Linked DNA regions of Gasterosteus aculeatus: region 1 is linked to region 2. Evidence: chromatin contacts called from public Hi-C data. All regions are on one chromosome and are shown on one strand. The core of a region is the stretch at or near the end of the contact, and the rest is flanking DNA. Distances in the headings are between cores, read along the strand shown. Region 1 overlaps ccdc88c (coiled-coil and HOOK domain protein 88C). Region 2 overlaps dglucy (D-glutamate cyclase).

Evidence for each region. A called contact is a pair of places that touch in the nucleus more often than the background predicts.
Region 1: a Hi-C map of skeletal muscle shows a contact between it and region 2, with 2.3 times the contacts expected there. The contact joins two enhancer-like sites. A contact is called at or near these places in 2 of 6 Hi-C or Micro-C datasets (skeletal muscle and tail fin).

The regions. Positions count from the first base shown.
Region 1 is chr15:16,326,130-16,333,204 of fGasAcu3.hap1.1, forward strand. It overlaps ccdc88c (coiled-coil and HOOK domain protein 88C), which reads right to left. Exons shown (of 31, transcript XM_040199257.2): 31 at 3,039-5,066. The coding sequence ends at 4,293. It overlaps LOC144388409, which reads left to right. Exons shown (of 3, transcript XM_078089524.1): 1 at 1-830; 2 at 897-2,539; 3 at 2,677-2,809. The coding sequence ends at 2,528. Among protein-coding and RNA genes, the nearest start is that of LOC144388409, 7.1 kb to the left of the region's middle. Within about 2 kb of position 4,877, at least 5 of the 9 cell types and tissues checked have open chromatin away from gene starts, as enhancers often do.
Region 2 is chr15:16,294,319-16,301,849 of fGasAcu3.hap1.1, forward strand. It overlaps dglucy (D-glutamate cyclase), which reads left to right. Exons shown (of 15, transcript XM_078088988.1): 6 at 624-774; 7 at 1,061-1,183; 8 at 1,258-1,503; 9 at 2,794-2,911; 10 at 3,107-3,249; 11 at 3,352-3,451; 12 at 5,198-5,346; 13 at 5,500-5,619; 14 at 6,156-6,316; 15 at 6,833-7,531. The coding sequence ends at 6,994. Among protein-coding and RNA genes, the nearest start is that of dglucy, 8.5 kb to the left of the region's middle. Within about 2 kb of position 3,398, at least 1 of the 9 cell types and tissues checked has open chromatin away from gene starts, as enhancers often do.

The DNA.
Region 1 (7,075 bases), core at 3,627-6,126, 33 kb after region 2:
AACTAGTGGCCCCCCGGCCCTCAGTGAGGCACCCGCTAATCCCCCTGCCAATTATCGAAGAACCATTCGAGCGACTTGCCATGGACATTGTAGGTCCACTGCCCAAAACTAGTAGGGGTCATCGATACATCCTAGTGATCATAGACTATGCAACCAGATACCCGGAAGCTCTACCACTGCGAGCTGCCACCGCCAAAGCGGTGGGTAAAGAATTGTTCTTATTGTTCAGTAGGGTAGGAATAGCAAAGGAAATCCTCACTGACCAGGGCACTTGTTTCATGTCAAGGGTTTTAAAAGAAATGTTAAGACTGCTACAGGTGAAGCAACTACGAACATCAGTTTATCACCCCCAAACGGACGGCCTGGTAGAACGGTTCAACCAGACGCTAAAACGGATGCTTAAGAAGGTAATGGAGGCCGATGGGAAGAACTGGGACCAATTGCTACCCTACGTTCTGTTTGGGGTAAGAGAAGTGCCTCAGGCGTCCACAGGGTTCTCCCCGTTCGAGCTGCTGTACGGGAGAAGACCCCGCGGACTTTTAGACATCGCTAAGGAAGCCTGGGAGAGTCAGCCTTCACCCCATCGCACCATCATCGAGCACGTGGACCAAATGAGGACCCGGATGGCCCAAGTCTGGCCAGTAGTGAGGGAACACCTGCAACAGGCACAGCAGGCCCAAGCCAGAGTGTACAATCGGGGTGCCCAGGTACGTGCCTTCCAACCAGGAGAACGTGTTCTTGTGTTGGTCCCCAGCGCAGACTGCAAGTTCCTGGCTAAGTGGCAGGGACCCTATGAGGTGGTGACACGGGTCAATGAAGCCAACTATCAGGTACGTCAGCCTGGCCGGCGCAGGCCCCTACAACTCTACCATGTTAACCTTCTTAAAAAATGGCAGAGTCTTCCAGGACCGCCGGCGCAACCCACCCCGGCCCTTACCGCTCGGATCCCGTTACCGAATGTGCCCATGGGAGACCATCTCAGCCCGAGTCAGCTGCAAGACCTACGTGAGGTAGTGTGGCAGCACCTGGATGTCTTCTCCGACCTGCCGGGCAGGACCGCCGTGGCCACCCATGACATAAGGACCGAGCCAGGAGTAACGGTTCGGGTGAAGCCGTATCGTGTCCCCGAGGCGAGGAGAGAGGCCATCAGGCAGGAGGTGAGTAGAATGCTCCAGCTGGGGGTCATTGAGGAGTCCCACAGTGCCTGGTCCAGCCCAGTGGTACTGGTGCCCAAGCCAGATGGCTCTTACCGTTTTTGCAATGACTTTCGTAGACTCAACGACGCCTCCCAGTTCGATGCCTATCCTATGCCCAGGGTGGATGAACTGATAGACCGGCTGGGAACGGCCCGTTTCATCTCCACCTTGGACCTCACCAAAGGCTACTGGCAGGTGCCGCTGACAACTCGGGCCAGAGAGAAGACGGCCTTCGCCACCCCCGAAGGCCTATATCAGTACACCGTGTTGCCTTTTGGTGTCCATGGAGCCCCCGCCACATTCCAGCGGTTAATGGACAAGATTCTCCGGCCGCACCAAGGGTATGCCGCAGCCTATATCGATGACATTGTAATTCACAGCGACGACTGGGAGACTCACCTGAGCCGACTGAGAGCTGTTCTGGGGGCCCTTCGCGGGGCAGGCCTCACGGCAAACCCAAAGAAGTGCCGGCTGGGCCTAGAGGAAGCTTCTTACCTGGGCTACCGCATAGGACGGGGCAACGTGCGACCCCAGGATGCCAAGGTAGAGGCCATTCTCAGCTGGCCAAGACCCAAGACCAAGCGCCAGGTCAAATCATTCCTAGGTTTGGTGGGGTATTACCAGAGGTTCATTCCCCGCTACGCAACTATGGCAGCCCCCTTGCATGACCTGACGAGAAAACGGGGGCCGGACAAGGTCAAATGGAACACCGAAGCTAACGGGGCCTTTGAGTGCCTACGACAGGCTTTGTGCACCAAACCGGTGCTAGTAACGCCTGCCTTCTCTCTCCCATTCCTAGTCCACACAGATGCGTCGGAAGTGGGACTGGGCGCAGTACTATCTCAGGTACGAGACGGAGAGGAGCACCCGGTGATGTATATCAGCCGAAAGTTTCTGCCAAACGAACGCGCTTACTCTACTGTGGAGAAGGAGGCGCTCGCCATAAAATGGGCACTGGACAAGCTTCGCTACTACCTCCTGGGGCGGAGTTTCACCCTGGTGACCGACCATGCCCCCCTGAAATGGATGGCGCAGGCAAAGGACTCCAACGCCAGGGTCACCCGCTGGTTCCTGACCCTCCAGGACTATAAATTCACGGTGGAGCACCGACCAGGGAAGGAACATGCTAACGCGGATGCACTGTCCCGGCGGGACGTTTGTATGTGGGCGGGACGGCGGGGTCCCGGCTTTCTGCTGGGGTGGGGGAGTTGTGGCAACCCACGGGTGCAGGTCCCTAGGAGCACCAATCAGCACCAAGGTCAGGTGACTAAAAGGGGATACGCCCCGCCCCCCCCCCCGGGAGACAACGAGCGGCACAGCTGCGGCTCATGAGGCTGATGAAGGTGAGCCCCACTATAAAGGACCAACCGTTCCAACAGCCAGGGAGAACTAGACGTGAGTAGGAGCTGACGTCAGGCCGAGGCCTGCGCTAACACATATGCGTTAACCCCTAAGGACTTTTCTTCTGTTTTCCCTGCAGTGAGGAGATCGAGTGCTGGACCGTCGAGCGGGACCGAAGGACCCAAACCCTCCAAAGAGGAAGAACTTACTTTGGCTTTTTTTTCTTTTTGTTTGGACGTTTAGAAATAAATCAAACCTTTTTTGTGCAACCACTCGTGACTCCCAGCAGATTCTTTTTGCCCACACCCGTGGATTGCCACAACTGTTGCTCAAATAATTACAAGTAGCAATTCAATTCAAACCCTAACAACACCATAAAAATGATTATATTCAGACGTATTAAATCAGAGACAAAACAAACTCGGCTATGGGGGCACTTGTGTTCCCACCCCTCCAATAATGCACCTTGCAGGTTCAGAGGAAGAGGCTTCTCCTCCCATAAAGTTACAAGGCACATATAATGTAAAAGACACAAAATGTAAAACGGTTGTCCCAAGTCGGTCACATCAAAACAAAAACCTTGAAGATACAGACCAGGTGAAATACAAGAGTTATGTCGACAGGTGAAATACTCAGCGTCTTCTATGGTTCTACAGAGCTCCATTGTGGATCAAAGCGTCGGACTGAGTGAAAGGAGCACAACATGATTCACCATCATAGCATGAGAACACAATCATGTTTACAAACAAACACTTCAGTCATCATAAAACCTCTATTGCCAAAGTGCAGAGTAACTCTCCCGATCCCAGTGTCTCCCTGTGCAGTGGGCACTTCACCATACCAAAACCCAGTGGTTTACCCAGTGGCGTGTGTGTGTAAACAAAGTCCAACTCAACAACCAAGCCCCTGAAGGACAGCTCCTCTCTGTCTGTGTATATCATTATGTATCCATGTGTGTGTGTGTGTGTGTAAGTAAAACTACTGTTGGTTCACAATGTGCAACATTTCCAGTAAAGTGTTAAGAGTGTTGCATGCTGGGACATAATCTAAAAGATGGAGAGAGAAGACTGTAGTTTAACTGGGATGAGCACCTCCCCTCCGGCCCGGTTTATCTATCCATCCTCCTGATTAATTCTGGCTCTTCACCTTTCCCCGCCTTTCTGCATCGACAGTCTCTGGTTCAATTCCCTCAAGTCCATTCCTACTCTCTCTCCTCTTTTCCAGTGTTTGTTCAGGATAACAGAGGAGGAGAAATCTAATACATTCAGTCGTTCTGGTGCTTCTAGTCGCCTTCGCTTCAGTCAAACCACTTCTCTCGGTGAGGAAGATCTGTTCTCTGGCCTCCAGGTAAACGTTCTCAGGGGCCAAAAGGTCAAAAGAGTTCCAGCTCATAGACCAAGCCATTCAGTATTCTGCATCGAGGACGCGAACTCGTGTAGGTTTTACGTGTGCTGGATTGTGAGACTTCAGATTTCCATTTAAATTTAAATTTAAAAACAGGGGCGATAATAAAACAGCAGACAAATGAATTGCAGCCATCTCAGAAAGCGTCTATAGTGTAGCGGCGTTCATGTCTGAATGCTAAGGAAGATTATCAACGATTGATCTCTTATCCACAATGCATGCCACGGTACAAAACGCAGTCCAGAGACAGACTGCTCGGGTTTGGATTCAGCCACAGCAGACTGTAGTCTGAGCATTTGGTTTCTGTCTTTAGACACAGCCACACCCAGGGAGGTTCATTAGAGTCAGTGTTTAGACGCAGCCGTACTCGTACCACACAGTCTGAGGGTCGTCGTTGGGGTCAGGGGAAGCAGGCGTGCTCTTTGGGCGTTCCACAGAGACACACCCCGCCGTCGCGCTTTCTTTATTTAAGTGGGAGGAGTCACCCAACTGCCCCTCCATTAACACCTCCCCGAGCTCAGAGGCTTCGTCAGGCCGCGTTGCTGGCACAGCCCTGACTGGGGTTACCATGGCGACCTCTCCGCGGTGGTGGTAGGTAGTGGACGAGGTGGGGCCGTTTCGAGAGACGGGTGTCCTTCCTCGCTCTCTTTCTCTCTCTGCTTGCCTCTCTGTTTGCAGGTTGAGAGAGGACGAATGATGAATAGGCGGATTCAAGAAGCTGCCCTCTCCATGCTGATTGGTCGGGCCAGCCAGTCGAGCAGAGAGCGGACGCTCTCTTGCACTAGCCCCCCCGCCTTGTCTCCGAATGACCACATCTGATTGGCCTTCATTTCCACGGAAACCGTCTGGCCCGTTGGAGCGCAGGAGATCAGCTGAGGCGAGGCTGAAAGCCCTGCTCAGTGATTGGCTGCTTCTTTGGGTGACGAGCTGGCCGGAGACCGGGGATTGGCCTACAGGCTGCCGGGGCGAGGGTTTGACGCTTTGGCCTGGCCTCTGGTTGGACGACTGCACAGTGGGCGTGACATAGCTGGTGGGGGTCACCTGATCTCTACCAGCGGGAGCCATGGAGGCGGGACTTCTGGTGAAATAGTCCGTCATTAAGTCCTCCTTGCTTCCTGTTGACACCTAGACAAAAAAGATGAAAGAATAAATAAGGGAAATTTGGTTTCACAGGTTCAGTGACTCCGATATCTAACGACACAGCAGATGACAGGTCACACACCACTACCCGTCTGTATATACTGATTGATTACGGACATAGCTGCTGTGTGACACATTAGTATGGTACGCTACTCGGTTCAGTGACTGTCTCCAACTTTGGACATTGGACGGATGTCTCCACCTCGTTGTGGACTTTGTAGGCTTTTGTAATCACATGGAACTTCGGGAACCATTTAAAAAATATCAGTAACTTGTTTTGTTACAGCTGCGTTTTAATTTTGTCAAATGAACTAAAGCAGACTGAACTCAACATGTGTTGGGGGAAAGTGCCATAAGACGTGGAACGTAAAACCTTGTCAAGAAAAGTTGTAGAGCCCCGTAAAGCAGCAACCCGTTGGACAAGTACTTCGCCTGGCCCTGTTTTGTGTGTGTAAAATGCTTTGTGGTAGTTGGATTGAGGGAAACATTGGGAATATGGAGCATGTGGTACCTCCCAGAATATGGCTCAAAAGAGATGACCCCCGCCCCCCCAGTATTAACACTGTATTATAAAAACATTTAGCAGAGTACATCCGCCAATGAGATTCAGCTAAACAGCTAGCAAAATGTTATTTTGGTAAAAACACATTTTTAAACAAGCAAAAAATCTAAAATTGGGATTGGGAACACAGTTTTCACCCAAGTCGATTTTTCTTGCAAGAAAACAAATTATTGCAAGGTCATTAGCAAACTGTTTTTGGTGTCATCGATGAATAAGAATTATGATGGGCGTCACAGTTCTTTTAATGAAACAGCAGATCGGCATTAAGCGATATTCTCACGGTCTGAACACTGATGACAGGTGGAAATGAAATTTCTGATTTGTAGGCAGGAGTCTCCCTCACAGCTGGTGGATAGAGGTGGAAAGTATTACTTCAGGAATTTGGACAATGACTAACACGTCATTTAAGCCTCACTTTTCTGGACGGCCACTCATGTGCTCTATGGTGAAGCACATTAAAGGCTGTTTATTAACTGATCAAAGGCTGGCGTAACCTCAAATATGTGACTCTAGGAAGAAATGACATACAGTCCAACAGAACTGCATTGAGCGGTCCGATGGAACTCAAGAGCTTAAATTTATTTCCTTTATGTCATCATCCTTAAAGATTGTTTTATCCTGAAACAGTCAAACCTCCTCTCAGTACGGCAAATATCTGACCCAAGAAAACAAATGCTTCACTGGCTTTTCTCCAGACTAATAACAATTCAGCAAACAACAGCCAACTAAAAGAAAGGACTTCTTCTTTCTGTCTGCCTGCCTGTCTGTCTTGAGTTTAACTGCACGATTGCACCATACAGTCTCACACAAGGAGCCGGGAGGTTCCTTGTGGTACCCCTTCAAGGGGTCTCATGGCTGTCCGGTGAGTGTTATGTGTGATGAATGACCCGCTCAAAACCAAACAAACACCAGCAGACTGCGGGGGCTCGAGGCTCGGAGGAGAATTCATCAACGGCTCCTTTCCATCATAACATTGCCTTGTTTATGCTTTCATATTAATCCCAACATGCACCACATCAACCATTATCTTCAAGATGGGTTTAAGATTGAGAGTGATTCATTCATAATCATAGGCAAGGAATTTTATTCTCATAAAAAACACATTCCGTTTTTCTGAGGGGACTTATCTGTAATGTCTTACTTTCCACCCCAATCACGCATTATAATGCCTGACATGACCTGTACAGATACCTCTCCAATGGAAATAACACACCCGTGGGAGCCCTGTAATAACAATTTGTCTCGTCTCACTGGTGAGTATTTGTTAGTCACTGTGAGGCCGTGGTCTTTAACCCATTTGGCACTAAAATGCACCACAGAAGAGGCAAGGAATGTGTTGTATTAGTATTACAATGTTTTAATTGTAGGGTAACGCACTGTCTCAGGGATGAGATGTGTAGAGAGCGAGGTGGATACTGAGTCTATGTACCTG
Region 2 (7,531 bases), core at 2,148-4,647:
TGTGACCCCAAGTAGAAATGACCCGTCCAATGCTGTGGATACAGGGCAGTGATGCAGGTTCAGTTAGTTGCCTGTTAGGGACGACCCGCTTACCTTAACATCATCAAGTTATTGACATTGACAATTTAATTTGTATATTTGGTTGACTGACTATTTGTGGGTTTCAATGGCATTTTCTAACATTCATTTCCGTATAGAACTGAGGTCTACGCCAGAGCTGCAACTCAAGATATATTATAGCTTTTATTATTGATTAGTCAAGTCAAGTCAAGTCATTTTATTTTGTATAGCCCAGAATCGCAAATTACAAATTTGCCTCAGAGGGCTTTACAGTCTGTACACATACAACATCCTCTGCCCCGAAACCCACCATCGGCACAGGAAAAACTCCCCAAAAAATGAAAAAACCCTTACAAGAGGGAAAAAAGGGATTAGTGCATTTGGGATTTGTTCCAAACATACTGGAAATGTGAAAATAGTTTATCAACATTTTGTAAAGCCGAGGATATACATTGTTTGGTGTTACAAAACAGAAGATGCAATAAAATACTAGCTTTTGAGGAGCTTGATGCCGTGTGTGTGTGTGTGTGTGTGTGTGTGTGTGTGTGTGTGTGTGTGTATAGACTGCTGTCCGCTGTGTTCCTGCAGGACTGTTCAGCTGCCCTCTAGTGGTCACAATGCGTCCTGTTCCTGCCGCCATGCTGGACGCAGCAGTAGAGGTCACTCACCTCAACCCGCTTGCTCATGGAGCTCCTGTCCACATCGGAGACCCAGGTACACACACATTTTACTCCGTTTACAACTTCATTACTGCTCAAACCGCGCTATTGCAACAGCATCCCGTTCGTCGCACCACCACGATGCATCCAGAACTCAGCCCACTCCACCGGAGATCACATGACCCCAGTCCTTCAGAACCTCCCCTGGCTCCACAGACTTCTCATCATCATCTGTCTGACCTCCTGCGCTGACACGCTCACACCAGCAACCATCACCGTCTATCGACACCGACCGATAGAATGTATTATGATTCACATAACTTTGCTCTGTGCGTGTGCAGCTCTCCTTGGCATACACGACCTGTCCACACCGGACTACGGAGAGCCGGTCCAACTGCTGCCCGGAGATGTCCCTGTGTTCTGGGCCTGTGGAGTGACCGCTATAGAAGCAATACTCTGCAGCAGTAAGCGTTATGCTGGATTGAACTTGCTCATAGTCGTTTCATGTCTCATGACCTGGTGTTCCGCCCCTCTGCAGAGCCTCATCTGGCATTCAGTCACTCCCCAGGCTGTATGTTCCTGACTGACATCCCAGACTCGCCCCCTTCTCCTCCACACCAACCCAGCGAAAGCTCCGTGGATGGCGAGCCCTCCACAAATCCCAACGCCGAACTGTTTCCCTGCTGCTTCCAGATATCCCACAATCCCTTGCTGTTCAGTTTGGCATCTCAGAGGGCCGTGGCAAAGATCAGACAGCTGGAGACAATTATTGGAGAGGACCCAGGTACACACGTGCAAGGAGTGAGGTCATTGGGATGTTTTCCTGATTGGAATTGTGTTATTACAGGCTGTCAAGATGTGTCCTCATCAGGTCAAATTCAGAATTTGTTTATTAGACCAAATAACTATTCTTTGCTAAATTAATATTAAACAGGATCAGGACCAGGAATCAGGAACATGTATTACCAAAATATGTTAGACATACAAGGAATTTGACTTGGTTGGTGCATAACAGCAGATAGTTAGACAGTGGACAACCAAACCGATAAGACAACATAGTGCATGCTGCAGCCTGCCCTTGTCCTTGGCTGTTGCTGCAGCGTACCAGACGGTGATGGAGGAGCAGAGGATGGACTCCATGATGGCAGTGTAGAAGTGCACCGTCATCGTCTTTGGCAAGTGGAATTTCTTCTGCTGCCTCAAAAAGAACAACCTCTGCTGATCATTCTTGGTGATGGAGCTGATGCAAACTTCAGGAGCTTCACGGACTGGTGACTGGAGGTGCAGCTGTTCGTGTACAGGGAGAGCAGCTTCACGTGCTGCTTCCTATCGGACAGGAAGTCTATGATCCACTTGCAGGTGGAGTCGGGCACCTGCAGCTGAGAGAGTTTGTCCTGCAGCAGAGACAGGATGATGGTGTTGAAAGCAGAGCTGAAGTCCACAAACCGGATCCTGGCGTAGGTTCCTGGTGCTGGAGAATGTAGTGGAGGGCCATTTTGACAGCATCGTCTACAGACCTGTTGGCTCTGTAGGAGAACTGCAGGATGATGAGAGCATCAGTATGTTAACATTGTCGCTACACCGCATCACTTGTACCATTTACCTCGTGATCTTGACCTTGTGGGGTCGTCGTGGCGCAGGGGACTGCAAGGCTGGTGGTTCGAGTCCCAGCTGCCCCCATGTCCCAAGTTGAAGTGTTCCTGAGCAAGACACCTAACCCCTAATTGCTCCCCGGGCAAAATTGTAAAAAGCCACGGGTTAAAAATGTAATGTAAGTCGCTTTGGATAAAAGCGTCTGCTAAATGACCTGTAATTTAATGTAATGATCACAAAAGCTTATTCGAGTCAGTCCCGCCTGACGTCACACCAGCCTTTTAGATTATAAACCAAACTACTAAACGAAGTAGCCAGAACATTTTAACCCAACGTGTGAAGTGATGATGTTGGAAGGTGTTATTCAGCTTAGAGGGGGGGTCCATACCTCCGCTGGCAGCGGGATGTTGGGGGGTTCAGCGTTTGTCAGCAGCAGCTTCGATGGATGTGGATGTGAGTCTGTATCTTTTCTCTCAACCAGGCCAGCGAGGGATCAGAGCTTTATTTGTTCAGGACGAACTTTTGCGCTCTTGTCTGGCACTCTCGCACTCCAACTCCGTTGCTATAACAACTGGCTTTCCAACACACCACATGCAAAGGTAGGTACCCGCACCAGACACATACCCTTGTGACGCAGGTACGTTTACATACAAAGTCAAGCAGTGGTTGTCACACTCCTTTTTTACGGGTTCTTTCAACACATTATAGTGAAATATTTGGATTCATCCTTTAAGTGTTAGGGCGTCTGAAACAGGAACCTCAAAACATGGCTCCTAAATGTGTTTCACATTTAGTCCCCCTGACGAGACTGACGGCCCGCCTGGAGCCATCGCCATGGCGACCATGCTGTTGTCTCTAGGGAAACAGGTGACAATGGTGACGGACAGGAGAGCCTTGGAGATGAACCGGGCCATCGTTGATGAAGCAGTGAGGACAGGTGGGGAAGAGATGGACCTCCAGTCGTGTCCTGGTCCTTCATCATTGCTGCTGAAATGAAATGTTTCTGTCTTGGTTCGATAGTCTGTAATGCCACCCTTAGGTGTGCTGAAAACTGCAATTCCAATCGTCACGTTTGAAGAAAGCGGCCCAGACTCTGCCCTACACTTCCTGTGTCACCATGGAGACCCCAACAAGCCCAGGTGAGCCGACCTGTCCTTGAGGATCAGAACATAATGAAAGGGCTTGTTGTGCTTTTTTAAAGAAGGAAAAGAAGAAGGACGGCCTTCATTTGTCATTGGAAATTCAATCTTTTCCCTGTACTGGTATTTGTTGCTTACCACTCACTCTGCCTGTGCTGGTGGGAGCTGGCTCATAGCTTTGGTCAATGCAGACCCGAGGTCTGGCCTCGGCCTGTGTGGGACCAGGGCTGTGGTTTGATGGGGACTGGGGTGTAAGAGGACGAGACAGGCGGATGAAGGCTGGAGAGAGAGGATTAGGGTTGGGTTAAAAACACGCGTAGGAGGGTCCTCTCCCGTATATCACTTCATCTGTATACTCACAAAAATATACGCTGGAAAACATATGAGGAGGATGAATCACATGATGTCACATGTCTCATTATTCACTTGTGCTTGTCTCCCCCCTTGTTAAGGGCTCGTTTATAAGCTCCATTCACACATATTTTTCTCCCATCATATGGGTATAGAGCCATATATATAAAATATATATATATATATATATATATATATGAGTATGTGTGTATGTATATATATATATATATATACACATTATATGTACACAACACTTTTTACAATAATTTTCCGTCCTCAACAAACTATGGAGAATATCTATTTCTTATTCTCCGTGGACTTCGGATTATGAATATAACAACCTATTATTATATATTTTTCAGTCCCAAGGGACCACGGATTATGAATATAACAACCTATTGTATATTTCTCAGTCTCCGGGGACTACGGATTATGACTATACCTACGTATGAGATGTTTTCATCATCTCTGTATGAATTTAGGTCAACATCACAACTTCAGTCTCCAGTTCTCAGTTCTAAAGCATGAAAAAAAGAAATTCCCTTCCAGCAATTTACATGAAAAAAAATGAAGTTCCACCAGCAGTGCACAAGTAATAAAATAAAGTCAAATGAAATGCTAATGCAATGGGTTAGTAGAATAAGGCTATGGGTTAGTATAAAACAAGGGAATAAAGTTAAAGTTAAGAATTTAAAATATTAAAAAAGTTTTAAAAATATTAAGCATAAAGTGCACTAGCGAACAAGTAACAAAGTGACGACAAAGTGATAAATTACAGTTAAAGTGACATGTGCAGTATGAAGGGGAGTGACCGGTGGAATGTTATAGTCAGTCAGTGGGGGACCGGCTCTGTTGATGAGCCCGACTAAGTAAGTAGGTACTAGAGACTGTTGAAAGCTTTCTCTCATAATGAAGAAAACACAGCCCGGTTTTGCTAGAAAAAGCATCTTGTCACTCTCCTCCAGCGCATCCTGGCCTCTCTCAACACCAGTGTAAAATATTTAAACAGGACATTTATTAAATAATGGTTGCAAACAGGAGACACATTGACAACATACAAGGATTCTCAAAGGTCTTTATCCTCACAGTACATACATATATATAAAGTTTAAAGATAAACATGCTAAAACGGGGGGCGCGTTGTGTGCAAAAACTAAGTGCTGGTAGTCGACCTAAGATGTAGACTGATCTTGAGATTAAGAGGCTGTTATCTATAGCGAGTTGTAAATCGGCTTAGTTAGTGATATTGCACTTTCTTGTTTCTTGTCCTTCTGAGTTTGTATCCTTATTGTAAGTCGCTTTGGATAAAAGCGTCAGCTAAATGACACATAATGTAAAACATTATTTAGTGTTCCCAACACATCTGGTGTACTGTGCTTGTTCGTGTGATACCAGGTACGACCACCTGGTGGCGATAGAGCGCACTGGACGTGCTAAAGATGGAAATTACTACAACATGAGAGGAGTCAACATCAAACATCTGGTGGATCCCATTGATAACTTGTTTATTGCTGCCAAGGACATAGCCGGAATAATCACTACAGGTAACACTTCCATTGTCTCCATGCCCCTTTCCTCATAATACCTTTTTATTATAATTTAAAGATTTAAAACACTAAACATGTTCTGACACGCCCTTCGCTGTTGCCGCTGTCTAGAAAGTTTGTGTTTTGAGGCGCTCCTCTCTCTGACCTAAGGCATCGGGGATGGTGGTAATGAGTTGGGGATGGGCGGACTGAGGGACAAGGTGAGGACCATGATGCCCAACGGGGGGCTGATAGCCTGTGATGTTCCTGCAGACTACGCCGTCACTGCCGGTACGCCATCATCCTAAACGCTGCACAGTCAGCACTGCAATATGATGTACTCCATACCACATGCCATAGGACAGAATGCTCATGCTGTGTCAGACACACATACAGAATGCCTGGCTTCTCCTTGTTGTCCCACAAAAAGTACCAAATGGATCAGAAAGCTCCACGGTGGCAGAACTATATCAGTGGGGAAACAAATCATACAGACTCACACAGTCAACAATAGACACAGAGCACAACGAGTATAGATGGGTTGTCACTCATTTAAGTTCTGAACTGACCCGACTCTTCTACCATCTCACAACATCTTCAGCTTCACAGCTTCAGTCATCACTGCTGTTACAGTGAGGCCATGTTTAAGATCATGAGACACACAAAAGACTTTACCACCTGACCTTAATCTGAGCAAAACACGCACACTTGCTAGTGGCTTTGTTTTTTACTACTACAATTACACAGTGAGAAAGCTTTGGATTTCCCCTTGTAAGGATAAGCCTGTGTCTATGGTTTACCTGCCCCCCCTAACCCCTCTCATGAAGGGGTGTCCAACTGGGGAGGATATGCTGTGGCCTGTGGGCTCTACCTGCTCCAGACCTGCCCCTCCCACCAGAGATACAGACTCCGAGGACTGGGTGTGGAGCACGCAACCCCCCAAGAACAGCTGCAGGACTGGACCGCTAACCTGCCATCTGTGGACAAGGTGGCACACACACACACCTACACACACAGCTTTCTAGATGATCTCTTGAAGAAGATTTCTTTCTGAGATTTATAATATATATGCTATATATAATTGGTATTTTAAGATCTTTAAAAGGTTCATATGTACTTTCTTGGTTTACATAATACTCTTTTAAAGCGGAGGGGTTAGAGGGACAGTGCATACGTTCGACACAACAAAAACACATCACAATTATTATCTATAAACCCAGACTAAAACCAGGTGTTTTAGATATATATATATACTGTGGTTATAGTTGCTTGTTTGTAACCTGCACACTGGCACCAGCCGTTGTGAGTAAAGACCCTCGCTCCCCTCCCCCACTACCTGCCCAACACCAACCATTTTCCTCAGGAGTTGGTGGAGACCTGAACAGGGCTGAAAGGAGTGGGAATACAGGATGCATGTGTTTTGAATGTTGTGTTTTGGATGAACACAACTTGCTCATCTTGGCCTTCCATTTACACACACAATCACACTCTCTTCCTCCTCCAGGAGGAGTCCATCCTTTCCACTCTGGTGCGTTTTGGGATACGAAGCGGGAAAACTGGTCACCTGGCCATGGAGGTGGATGGTTTGTCCTTTCACCCCACGCACTCCGACATCATCACCAGACTGCTGGAGGTCACACTGGGCTGCACCACCCCAAACCCTTGATCCACTTTTCCTGTTTATTCTCAGCAATGTCCAGACTGGAGGGGACATTCTGCTTCCTCTCTTTTAAGATTAGCAGAAGGAAGCAAGAGAGAAAGGACAGAATGGAAAGATGTGTGTGTGCACGTGTGCGCGTGCGCGCGTGCATGCGTGCGTGCGTGCGTGTTTGTGTGTGATTTCCTTGGTTACCTTTCAGCCCTCTTCCTTGACTAATGATGAGGAAGCAAAGTAAAATCAGGGCTTATTTCTCTGTCTGAACAAATTAACTGCTATTCTCATTCTTTTGATTGTTTGTATATAAATATAGTTGATGCAGTAACTAGAAGGTGTGATAATAACTGTGATGTCACAGACATCACTAGATCTATAGAACTGTTAAATGTTGGGTTCACTGACTAATGTAATGTGATGAGCACTTCCTTCACTTGGCTGCTTTTCAAAGAGTTTCTCCTTTCTGTTGAGAAAAATATTAAAAATCTAGAGGCTACATGCACTAATGATGTGTTTTTTTGATATGTATATACATACATACAGTACATA